2 separate regions of the Zea mays genome follow, and region 2 is linked to region 1. A link is a contact called in public Hi-C data. All regions are on one chromosome and are shown on one strand. Each heading gives the region's core, a stretch centred on a gene start, on an enhancer-like site or on the middle of the called end of the contact. The rest is flanking DNA. Distances are from core to core; before and after follow the strand shown. Region 1 has its middle 43 kb from the start of LOC103632254. Region 2 holds the start of LOC100272691.

Region 1 (5,847 bases), core at 1,319-3,818:
TCCTTCTACATGGTATCAAACTAGGTTAGGGTTTCCCTGCACCACAGCAGCCGTCGGCCGCCTTCCACACCACAGCAGCCGCCGCCACCCCCGGTAGGCTCCTCCTCCCTCCCGGGGCGGCATCTACCCCTGGCGCGGCTGTGCACGGGCGCCTCCCTTCCCTTCGCCTCTCCCAGCCACTGCAGCAGCAAGGCCAGGGCGGCCCTGGCAGCGGCGGGTGGACTCCCGAGCACCGCCGTCGTCGCCGCGGCAGGTGGGGCAGGACGCTCGTGCCGCGAGCCAGCCCTCGTTCCCGTCCGGCAGCGTCATCGTGAACTCCGGCACCGCCGTGACGCGGCTCCAGTCCGCCGCCTACCCGCATCACCTCGCCGTTGCCTTCCTCCCGCTCCCCACCTCGTCGTTGCCACCTCTTCCTCACTATCGGCGCTTGCGCGCCCCTTCTCGACCCTGTTGACCGCCGCACCCACGGCCTCGCCGTTGCAGCACTCGTGCGATCCGGTCACGAGTGGAGCGCACGAGCTCAATCGCTGCTTCCGCCTCCCCCTCTTCCTTGCCGGAGCCCGCGCCTCCTCTCCTCGTCGGCGCCTTCGCCTGCTCCTGCGCCCCCTTCTCCACGTCGCACCCTCGGCCTCGTGTTGCTGCCCTCGTGAGATCCGGTCACGAGCGCCCGACGTACGCCGCTGCCTCAGTCTCTCCTCGCTCAGTCGCATCACCACCGATGGAGACGGACCGAGGTGCTCTGCGAGACTCCGTGCCAAAGAGCTCCTCCTACGGCAGGTTCTTTTCCGTCTGGTTGCTGGGTTCCCTGAAGCCAGTCATGGCGATGACCACCGCCGTGACGGGCCTCGCCGTCGCAGCAACCGACCCCCTCTCCCTTCCTCCTCTCCCACTGCCCGACCGCCTCTCCCCCGCACCTCGGAGGCGCGACCGCCTCTCCCCCTACACCCCGGTGTCTGCCCAGATCTGACCACGACATTGCTCGCGGGCCTAGATCCGTCGCCGAGATCGCTCCTCGGCCTTGCTGCCGCTGCAATGGGCACGGGCGATCTCGCCGCGACACCCTCTCCCTCCGCCGCTGACTGGCCAGCAGGCCGCTCCTGCGCTTTGCAGCCCCTTGTCATCGCACTAGCCACCTCCTAATTGCTCGCGCTGACGCCCCAGCAGCGCCTCCCACTTCGAGCTTCTCCCGTCCCCAGTGCCGTCAACACCCCTTGCCAAGTCCGGCGCAGACCCCTGCCCGGCTGGACCGCCCCGCCGCCCACCCCCTTCACTGGATCCGTCGCTGCCGCGGCCTTCCCGGCCGGATCCACGTTGCTGCGACCTTTCCGGCTCAATCCGCCATCCCTTTGGTTGGATCGCATCTTCCCGGCTGGATCTATCGCTGTCGTGGCCTTCCCGGCCGAATCTGTCATTTCCCCTTCTATTCTGCCGCGGGCGCGGACACCATGACCGGCGCAGACGCGTGCGCTGCTGGCGGCCTCCCTGGCGGAGCTCCTTGACGTCCGGGTGATCGAAGAAGCAGGAAGGTCGGCCTGCCGGTGCCCTTTTGTTGTGTCGCCCCGCCGATCGTTGACGTTCGAACGTCGACCCCTCCCGAAGATCAGGCTTCTGCTGCGTGTCTTCCGACCGCGACCACCTCGACTTCGGCTACCTCGGCATCTAGGGGCTATCGTCTTCTTGGAGCACACATCGTTCTCTACTCCAGCCGCAACATTCGCACCATCACAACGCTGCGACTGCGGGGGGATTTCAACCCATCGGCTCCTACCTTCGGCCTCTACTCCAGTCTCATTGTTTGTGGTGCCCCCGTTGAGACTGCGGGGGATGTTAGACTGTGTGTGTGAGTGTGAGTGTGGGCCCGCAACCATTAGGGTTAGGGTTGAGTCTATATATTGTACCACTTCTCTATGCAATATAACATCAGTTCATCCTTCTACATTCTCAATAAACATTGCAACAGATAGCTATCTTTTGGAGTGTACTGCACATTCAACTATTCATAGCAATTCGTGTAAGGAACGAATCGACAATTCAACAAGTAATCTATAGGGAAAATCATGCACTGAACATAGAACAATTCATTTGTAAATGAATCAATTGCAACCAGAATCTCACCATTGCAGGCCTCCATGTCGACTTGCTCAACATTGAGCAGATCCTCTAGCACCCGGGCACCCGGCCATGGGAGCTTGTGGGAGGAACCACCCTACGGGGCATCGATTCAACACCAGATTGATCCAACTGTCCCTCCGGGCAATGTGCCTCCGGATCCAGCCTTCCTGGGGCAAACTGAGAAAAAGGGATGAGTTGCGGCCGGTGCTGAACGGGGACGCGATGGTGTACATGGCGACACGAGAGGGAGGGAGCCCCAGAGCACTCATGCAAGGATGGTGAGGACGACAGGCACAGGAGCGGCGCGCCGGCGCGAGGATAACAGGGCAAAGGATGGCAGGGCGCGGGAGCTGCACGGGCGTCCAGGGAGGGGAGCGAGCGTGAGGGCAGGAGGGCGTGCTGGACTGCTGGTGAAGAAATAGGCGCGTGAAGTGGAGCACGCACAGTCGAGCGGGAGCAAGGAGATGGCGTGGCGGGCGGGATCATCAAAGATGCCTAGCGACCTCAACGGAACGAGCGGGATAGTGAAGAGAGGGAGGAGAGTTTGTTATACCGGGTTTTTTACCATTGTTTTTCCGATACTAATCGGTTTAGCTAGATTTGGCTTGTTTGGGTAATATTAGATTGGAGTGGATTGAGGTGGTATAAGGTGTATTGAAGTGTAATATGAACTAATTTATCTTTCAATACCTAAAATACACTTCAATCCACTTTAGTCCCTCCTTATCCAAACAAGGCATATGGTGTGTTTGGTTACGATAATAAAGTGGGATAAAAGGGTATCTTAACTAAAGTTGTTTGGTTACAATGATAAAGTGAGATGAACCGATTTTTTAAATAAGATTGTTCGATTTAAGATTAGAATAGAGATAGGATCATTCCAGTACCATCTCCAACGGTCCGTCAAGATGGGACGATAGAGAACACAAGCAGATGTGGTTGTCCCCGTCTATCTTGCAACCAAACACACCTTAAAGTTGCTCCTAGAGATCTTGCTTGCCAGTGGCACATCTAGGATTTGGAGGATGGGTATCTGAAATTGCTAAGATGTAATTTTGTTAACCATATTAAGTATAACTATATGATACATATAATGTAGTAATATATTCATAAAAACAATTCTATAGCATATGTGTCATATATATCAAACAAAACCAAGTTTTAGTTAAGCATATGTTGGGGTCTATCTTCGAAGATCCTTAAAAACCCCTTGTTATGAAATATATTTCAGGTATTATGCAAAGCAGAAGCGAAGCTATCCTTCGAAGAAGTGGTCTAAGAACTGGAAAGGAGAAGCTTCATAGCACCAGTCATGAAGGTGTACTACGAAGGAAGAAGCTTCGGCTCAAAAAAGTACTAGCACACGAAGCAAAGGTTTCAACATATGAAGTAAAGAAGAAGGTTCGGAAGGCTTATTCAGGGAGAGAGAAGTAGAAAAGACAATATTGCCCCTGTGAAACTTATAAATCATGCTAGTAAGATTCATGGGCACATTTGTAATTTCATATGAAGTTGTACCGCACCGCTATAAATAGAGTAATAGTGACATGCATTTGGGAGCTAGCTGGAGCTCGGAACACTGATCCGCTCCGCCTCCGAAGATACCTTTGAGTTCTCATTCACGGAAGTCAAGGGTAAAATTGTAATTGTTGTTGCGTTGCAAGGGTAAAAGCTGATGCTACAACAGTGAAGGATCGATGAGACAGTTAGAGGGGGGTGAATGAGAGCCACTAAAAATTCTCTTTCGAGAACATCACCGTAGCTATGATCTCAATTTTCACACGAATCCCAAGACATGAATGAAACGGTGTAACATAGTAATATTCAGTCCAGTCGAGTGAATATATGTTATCACCGTAATTTAACCAGACCAGAAGTGGGCCACAACCTAAATGGGCTTCAAGGAGCAATTGAGGAAAGTCTGAAATTGGCCCATGTGCGGGTATTTCCCGGCCAAATCAGATGTGTATCTAGTAGGTTAGTTTAGAGGATAAGCTTAGAGATTGGAAGATAGTGTCTGACCTGGACGCATTAGGGTTAGTAGAGAGTGTGAGTCCCTGGACTATAAATATGTACCCTAGTTCACTCATTAGGGTAATCATAAATCTTCATAGGTTTGCGACCACAAGCTTTGGTGCACCGTCGCCCCCGTTCTCATGGTTTTCTATAGGTAAGTGTCATGCCACCCTGATCGTGTCACACGATCAGCCCCTGATCGTGTCACACGATCAGGGTGTTGTTGTTCTTATTCATTTACATCTATGCTTTTCTCGTACTAAAGCGTTTTTATGGTGAGAAGCACTAGTTATCGTAGGCATTTATGGAGTATTATCGGTAGTTCCACCGTGTACATACGTTGTTTGTCGACTGTGAATGCATAGCCGTCTTCGTGCACGTTCTCTAGTGCGAGGGCAACGCCTTGCTCCGTTCCACCCAGTAGATCTGATCCATCACGGTTTGTCCTTTTTCACCAAGGATGTACTTAATATTTGCATAATTAGGCCTTGTACACGGGTTGGATGTTCCTATAACGTACCGGATGCCTTGCGTTAGCTCGAGCAAGGATTGTTACAGGGATTGTCTCTCGCTAGTTTTTAGGCCTCTGATCTGGTTGGCGCTCTATCATCTGTCACGCCTGCTAGGCCCAATTACGCGCAGGATGTTCCGATTATGCAGTGAAAGCTTTAACTATAGTGGTTTGGATTCGCTAGGTGTGAGCGAGGTAGGGTTTCAAATGCCATCGACTCTGTGTGCCTCTAATATGTGCACCCGACCCGATCCCAGGGAACAATTGGCTTCTTATAGCCGATATGACTCGTGGAGCCGAACACGGCTTGGACTGACGTTTGCATGTGACTATTTGTGCAGGAAACCAACTCGGAGCACATCGACACCTTACTGACCAGGTGGCATGCCAGGTGAATTTCAAAGCCAGGTCATGTGCCAAGAACCGGACCGTTGATCAAGGGGCTGAAGCCCACCAGCCGCTCCAGAGGCATCCCAACTCCTCGTGTTGCATGTCGTCTCTCGCCGATGGGTTTCGAGGGACAACACATTCTGGCACGCCTGGTGGGACAATCTGAGAGCCCATAGAGGGGGCGAATAGGTGATCCTACAAAAAACAACTCTAAACAACACAAACTTGGTTTATAATGAATGTTAGTGAAAGCTAAAACCAAGTTGGTATGAGTAGAGATGGAGGAGAGGAGAACTCTTCCATTGATTGCTCCTTTGAGATGTGTATCAAACATAGGAGCAATACACAAGTGAAATATGAGAATTCTTAGAAGACAATAATCACAATAAAGTAAATAGACAAAAGACAAGGTGATTTTATCACGTGCTTCAGCCAATGCCTACTCCATGTTGTGGTGACCACTTGAGTGCCAATGTTTTCTTCCTTATATCAAATCCCCTTTTGAGGAATCTCCACAAGTTGGAGTCTCTCACACCTTACACAAATGATCTTAATCAAAACCAAAGTAAATAGGGAGTAGAACCACACACAAGAACTCAATCACAGCAACAACACGCACACAAATCAAGAAGAGAGCGTAAGAATCAAAACAGTGGAGTCACTGCTCAAGAATGCACTCAAATCTCTATCTAATGAAACAACAACATAGTCGTGGAGTCTCGAAGTTGTAGTATGCTCAAAGTATGTTTGTGTACAGCTCCATGGCACCTAGGGGTCCTTTTATAGCCCCAAGGGACCAAGGAGTCGTTTGATCTTCA
Region 2 (5,847 bases), core at 2,362-4,861, 72 kb after region 1:
AACACGCAATGGGAGTGGAGAGATGGCGAGAGTAGCGTGTACCCTCCGTGGCAAGAGGCTGGACGGTGGTGTATCTATGCTCTCGGTTGGTGTGAACCTGATCTGGTCTTAAGAACCCCAGTGGCGAGTTGACATATGCAAGGGTTAAGTGCTACATATGTCGTGTGATTGGAGATCCCCAGCTGGGTATTAATCGATTTGGATCGTCGTTACTTCTCGGACATGAAGACTTGGTCACTGACTTACACGTAGCATTCCAGTGAACAAGAAGGGTTGATAAAAAGATGGCTAGTATAGGCCAAGTGCTTGAATTAGGGTAGAAAGAACTCTAGATCCAGGTAATGACTTAACTTGCTAATAAAACTGGATTTTTAAGGATCCACTATTAGTAAGCATTTTTGCAAATAGAGTCTTTATTCTTGATTCAGCCTTACCTTGACTCCCTCAAGCCAGCATATCGTTGAGAGTCTTTTATTTTGATGGGTAAGACTTGCGAAAGTACACTTCGTACTCAGGGTTTTCGAACCCATGTTGTTGTAGGTGAGGAAGCAGCAAACTTTTGTTGCTTTTGTTCTAAGGTGGTGCCAAAGAAAGAAACTCAAGATTGAAGCCTTGGGAGGATGTTGTCCTCCTTTTAAAACACTTTACTGTTAAGCGGGAGGGGTTTTTGCCTCCCAGGGTTTGTAATAATATTACTTCTGCACTCCTATATGACTGGTATGTAATAATAACACTCTTATGTATTTTAACATAAATTAAGTTACTGTAATTGATTCCGCTTATTCGTTCCTCCGATGTGTTGTAATATCTGCGTGACGGGTGAAACGCTCTTGGGAAAGGTAAGGAATTTAGATACCAAACTTGTCAAGTGATCAGGTGTATCTACGGGGTTGTCCGAGGTCCGTTGGACAAGGACAACTGTAGGCGGGTCTAATGACTTGGGAGGTTTCGTCATAGCAGAAGTGAATACATCCCATGTTATCAGGGTCAATGCACCCAGGCAGAATTATGTAATTCTATAGCTAACATATTATTCTTGTCCATGTTAAGCTTGACCCCAGTTATATGTTAGAGATGACCCCAATGACACTGTGGGCTGACTCATAGGACATCTCATAGTTAGAAGGGTAATGTTTCATTCATCTATGACAACATGTGTGCGGTGTGGGAGCTCAACATGCACAAAAAGGAAAATTAACAGAATTTTTTAAACTGCACTGTCTTCTATAAATTTTTTCCATGTCATAAACATCTTGAAACATAAAATTTATTTTTTTAATCTTCCTTTCTAACCTTTACTAGAAAGGAATTGACCATTTCTGACCTTAGACAGATGAACTGGTGAGTTGGTGCGACGGATGAACATGCTCTGGTCATAGAGTATCGTCGATCAAATGGCCGATGTATCAGTTGGACTAAAGGCATCTATAATCTAGAGTGGAACCTTCACCAAACCAATCCATCAAATGCATCACAAGAGTTTTTTTATTAATCTACAATGGCAGCTGGCGAAAGTATTATGTGGGCGAAATACTACCTGCTATGGCAATGTTTACTTTTTTTCATTGTCCGCTTTAAATATGCATCCTTCATGTTGTTTTTCATTACCCACTTTATATATGCAGCCTCATATATGCTAAAACTGAAACGAAATGTCATATTCAGGTGAAAAAAATATAATGGTTGCCTTTTGTTGACAGGGTATTCAGATGATCAAGCGTTTGCAGTTAACTTCGTTCTTGTCACCAACTTGAGCACTGGGGTTACCAAAGGAGGACGGGACATACCTGAGGTAACCGATGGAATGTCGAGATCTTCTCAAAACTGAAAAGTTAAGTAAGGACTTTGCTCTACAGATCACTATGACATTTGTTTTGCTCTGCATTTCTTTCTACATATCAAGTTTCAGCACAATACAATTCATAAAAAAGTTGGTGAGCAATTACCACGATATTTGTACTTCACATGCAAAAAGAAGAAGATAACATCATTTGCAGTTGTAGAACAAACGCGAATTCAATTCCTTATTCTGGCCCTTTGTAATTTCTGGGGTGGTTGCGCTTGCGTAGGTCAACACTATGGATATTGTTCAAGGTGTTCCAAGGGAGCTCACCGAGAAGTTGATTTGAGAATTGTTACAAGGAAACTGGTTTGGTTTGCAAGCAGAAATTCGTCAATCTGTTAAAGCAACTTCGGTGGATGGGAGAAATGGGGAAGTTATGGTTCCATAGAAAAGAAATGTGGCAGTGCCTTTGTCAATGGCATGCTGCATTTTCTCTTTTACCAATGTACGACAGACATGTTTGAAATAGTTGCAGTGGATGGCCAAGGGAACATATGGTCATCCCATGGCCAGATCGGTCTATGTATCATCTACTTGTTTTTATTGGTCAATCATAGGGGCTCCATTGTATCAGTGAATCGATTGAAGGTAGTGGTATCGTGTCCCCTGGTTTGTCCATCTAGGTTCTTGAGGACTAGACACATAAGAGTGGGTTCTGAAGCTTTGTTTGAGCCTTTGACAGCCGTTTGAAGGAACGAATGTGCATGCTGCCATGCTAGACTCGCAGAAGTGGAGTTTAGTTACGACACCTGCATCAGCCTCGTGTTATAATAATTGTTCGAAATAATAGACTTCGACATTTGTTATAATTGTTGAGTTGATTCTTGATAGCATCACTAAACAACGATCTATCCGTAGCAACGCACGGGTATATACCTAGTTATTATTTAAAAGTGTACACTCAATAAAATTGTACACTCAATAAAACCCGTGGATGACCCCGAAACCCCAATGTGTTCGGGTGCGGTTATGGAATGGCAGTGCGGATGCGATCATGGGCGAGTTTTGATAGTTTTCACGGGTGCGATCGCGGACGGGTTTTTGCTCCATCCGACTCCACCCATTGTTATCCCTACAAACTAGTCCTAAATGTTTTTTAATATACCTTTGGAACTTGGAGCAAGGCAGCAATCAAACGAATCCAACAGGAGCACAAGCTCCACCTCTTCAGTTCATCACCCTTCCTAGATTGAGCGAGCCAACCAGAGTGAAACCTCCCTGCAATGATCCCCAGGGCCACCCCACCCCCAGTGCATCCACATGCACATTGATTACACTATTACTCATCAGGCGCCTCTGAAACTCGCCGACGACGCGTATAGTTCGAAAGTGAGGAGATGTTTGGAGCTCACTGCTCATAGATCGATACTCACTGCTCATAGATCGATCGAGCTGCCTGCCAAAGCAAGAGAAGACGACGGTGACGAAGAAGGGAAGAGCAGCAGGTGGACCACGCATCACTTATCCATGGATGGAAGGGTTGAAGCAATGTCTACATAGCCGAGCCGCGAGAGGAGCAGAGGGAGGAAGGAGGAGGCTCGGCATGGGCCCGTCCGAGCGGGATCTTGGGCCCGTCCGGTCCGGTCCGGCCCACCGTGAGTGAGTCCGCGCGCGCGAGAGAGAGGGATATCACGAGCTGCAGACGCGGCCAATCAGGACCCTATCTGAATCTCCACCAATCCACCCTTATCAATCCCCTGCTCGCTATCATTCTCGCTCCCTCCCTCCCTTCCTTGGCCTTGCCACTTCCTCCGCCTCTGCCCTGCTCTGCTCAGCTTCTCACCTCCCAGCTGGGCTCCCCACCCCTCTCGCTCCCTGTTCTATCCTCTCGTTCCCTCTGCAACCTTCTCTCTCTCTAGCTTATCCCGATAATGGCTGCCTCGAGCAGCACCACCTAGCTAGCCGTGCCCGCTCCACGCAACACGTACGTACGTCCGCTGCTCGGCGTCGGTTCCGCCTCGTACAACAACCACACTTTGCATTGAGCCAGGTCGTCCAGCTTCTGAGGAGGAGCGGCAGCACGCACCTGGGCGCCGGCCCACTGGTATACACTCTTGAGCCTCCCCTTTTTTTTTCTATTTGGCGTCTCAAGCCATTTCGCTCTTCTTTCTCTGTACTGTTTTTTTTTTTGGTGCTACGACCGCGAGCACCGAGCACTGGAGATGAACACGCACCGCTCTGCTTCTCTCCCAGCGAATTGCTTACTTGCACTCTGGTGCTGCTGTGTCTGCCTGCCTGCCTGCCATTCAGAAGTCAGAACTCGTGTTCTCTAGTAGAACAGCAAGTGTGCGTGACGTTACAGTGCTACTGTTGCCGCATATACTAGCTGCTGCTGGTGGTGGTGGTGGTGCGTGAGAAGGGTGAATTCACGATGAGCACCTCTGCTAGTAGCGTGCGTGCGTCACTCAGGTGCGTGTGTGCAAAACTCTTACGAGGCCCGCCTAACCCGTCCCTGTTCAGTTCCTCCCAATAGTCTTTCTCTGCTCGGCAGTCGGCAGTCGGCAGGCGCTATCTCGGTTGCAGAAAGGCAAACGCTCTTGGTCCACAGGTTGCGCTGCTCCACATGAAAACCTTATCCGTTCATTTTTCTGCTAGTCGGCCCTTACAGAACCGACTTTCTGAATTACTCCCCCCTAAATATATATACACACACACACTTTTGTCATGCACAAGCTAAGTCAGTCAGTCATCTCTCTCACCTGGTGTGGTGGTGGTAGCTGGCGTTCCAAAAACTGTTGCCTGCTGCTCTTCACCGTACGTGTGTATTTTTTCTGGTCAGTATTCGTGGCGTGCGCCGGGCAGATACATGTAAAGATGACGACGAGTGTTTCTCTGTCTGTCACGGCTAGCTTTTACCATGAACATGGCATGGCATGGCATGGCATGCCCACACGTCAAGGACATCTCCCCAGTTTGAGTTTGACTAGCTAGCTAGCTAGTCTTCCTGTTTCTTCACGCTCGCTCTCTTCCTCAAGAACATGTGCCGCGCGCACGCACGTTTCTTCCGAATAACCGTGAGAAAACATGCACATGTAAGCTGGTGGCGTGTTACATGCATATATATTAGTATCATATCATTAGTAGCGCAGTGCGCAGCACCACCGCTTTCTTGTTGCTAACAATCATATCATCATCATGTCATTATGATGCCAACTCTCGTATATATAGCACTAATTGTGATATATAGAAGGAAGCAAAGCGAGTGCCTTTTCTTTTCGGCTGTTTGGCGGCCACGATGCTTGCTAAGCATTTTTAATCCGCTCTGAAGATAGAGAGGCGGTGTGCCGGTGTGTCGTTCCTGTTTTTTTTTATTTTTTATCAGCGACTGAAGATAGAAAGGTTGGAACACAGGCATGTTAATATAACCAAGGTGTATCTAGTGAAAGTAAATCAGATCCATGCATGATTGCACTGGTACTATTCTTGTTAATTTAAACCCAAATGCCCGACGGCCATTCTATATCTAACTGTCTGTGTGTGTGGCAAACGACCTCCAGAGCTTGTGTTGTTTAAAGTTTTGATTTTCTTGGTGCTGTTGCGCAGCTGCAGCTGGGCTGCTAGCTTGAGCTGAGCTTGCCGTTGGGCGCGCGCGTGCATGGCGCCCAAGAGCAGGCGTGGGAAGGCCAAGGGCGAGAAGAAGAAGAAAGATGAGAAAGGTGAGTGCATGCCTTTGTGATCTTCATCACTTGCTTGCTTTAGTTTCCTCTCGACCATTTGCATTGTTTAGTTTCCAGCTTACCAATCTGATTCCGTCTTGTACGTGGTTATTGTAGTTCTCCCTGTGGCCATTGACATCACTGTCAACCTCCCGGACCAGTCTCATGTCATTCTGAAGGTATGGTTTTCTGAGTCCTTGCCACACCGTTCTAGCTGTGCTCAACCTCTCGTTTCGGTTCTCTCATCTGTCCCATGAACTGAAACGCATAGCGAGAATAGAGTTATGTTCTCTATTGCAAGTCATAGGTTTGCTCAATATTTGCGTGCTTCTTTGTCCAGGGTATTTC

What was found. A called contact is a pair of places that touch in the nucleus more often than the background predicts.
Region 2: a Hi-C map of ear shows a contact between it and region 1, with 1.8 times the contacts expected there. The contact joins the promoter of LOC100272691 here to the enhancer-like site in region 1. A contact is called at or near these places in 5 of 25 Hi-C or Micro-C datasets (ear, leaf, tassel and 1 more).

Annotation. Positions count from the first base shown.
Region 1 is chr7:37,542,048-37,547,894 of Zm-B73-REFERENCE-NAM-5.0, forward strand. No RefSeq gene overlaps it. Among protein-coding and RNA genes, the nearest start is that of LOC103632254, 43 kb to the left of the region's middle. Within about 2 kb of position 2,569, at least 7 of the 20 cell types and tissues checked have an H3K27ac peak or open chromatin away from gene starts, as enhancers often do. A contact at or near this core is called in ear, where this site is marked.
Region 2 is chr7:37,613,055-37,618,901 of Zm-B73-REFERENCE-NAM-5.0, forward strand. LOC100272691 reads left to right here and starts at 3,612. Exons shown (of 8, transcript NM_001147146.1): 1 at 3,612-3,887; 2 at 5,387-5,499; 3 at 5,617-5,678; 4 at 5,840-5,847. The coding sequence starts at 5,439.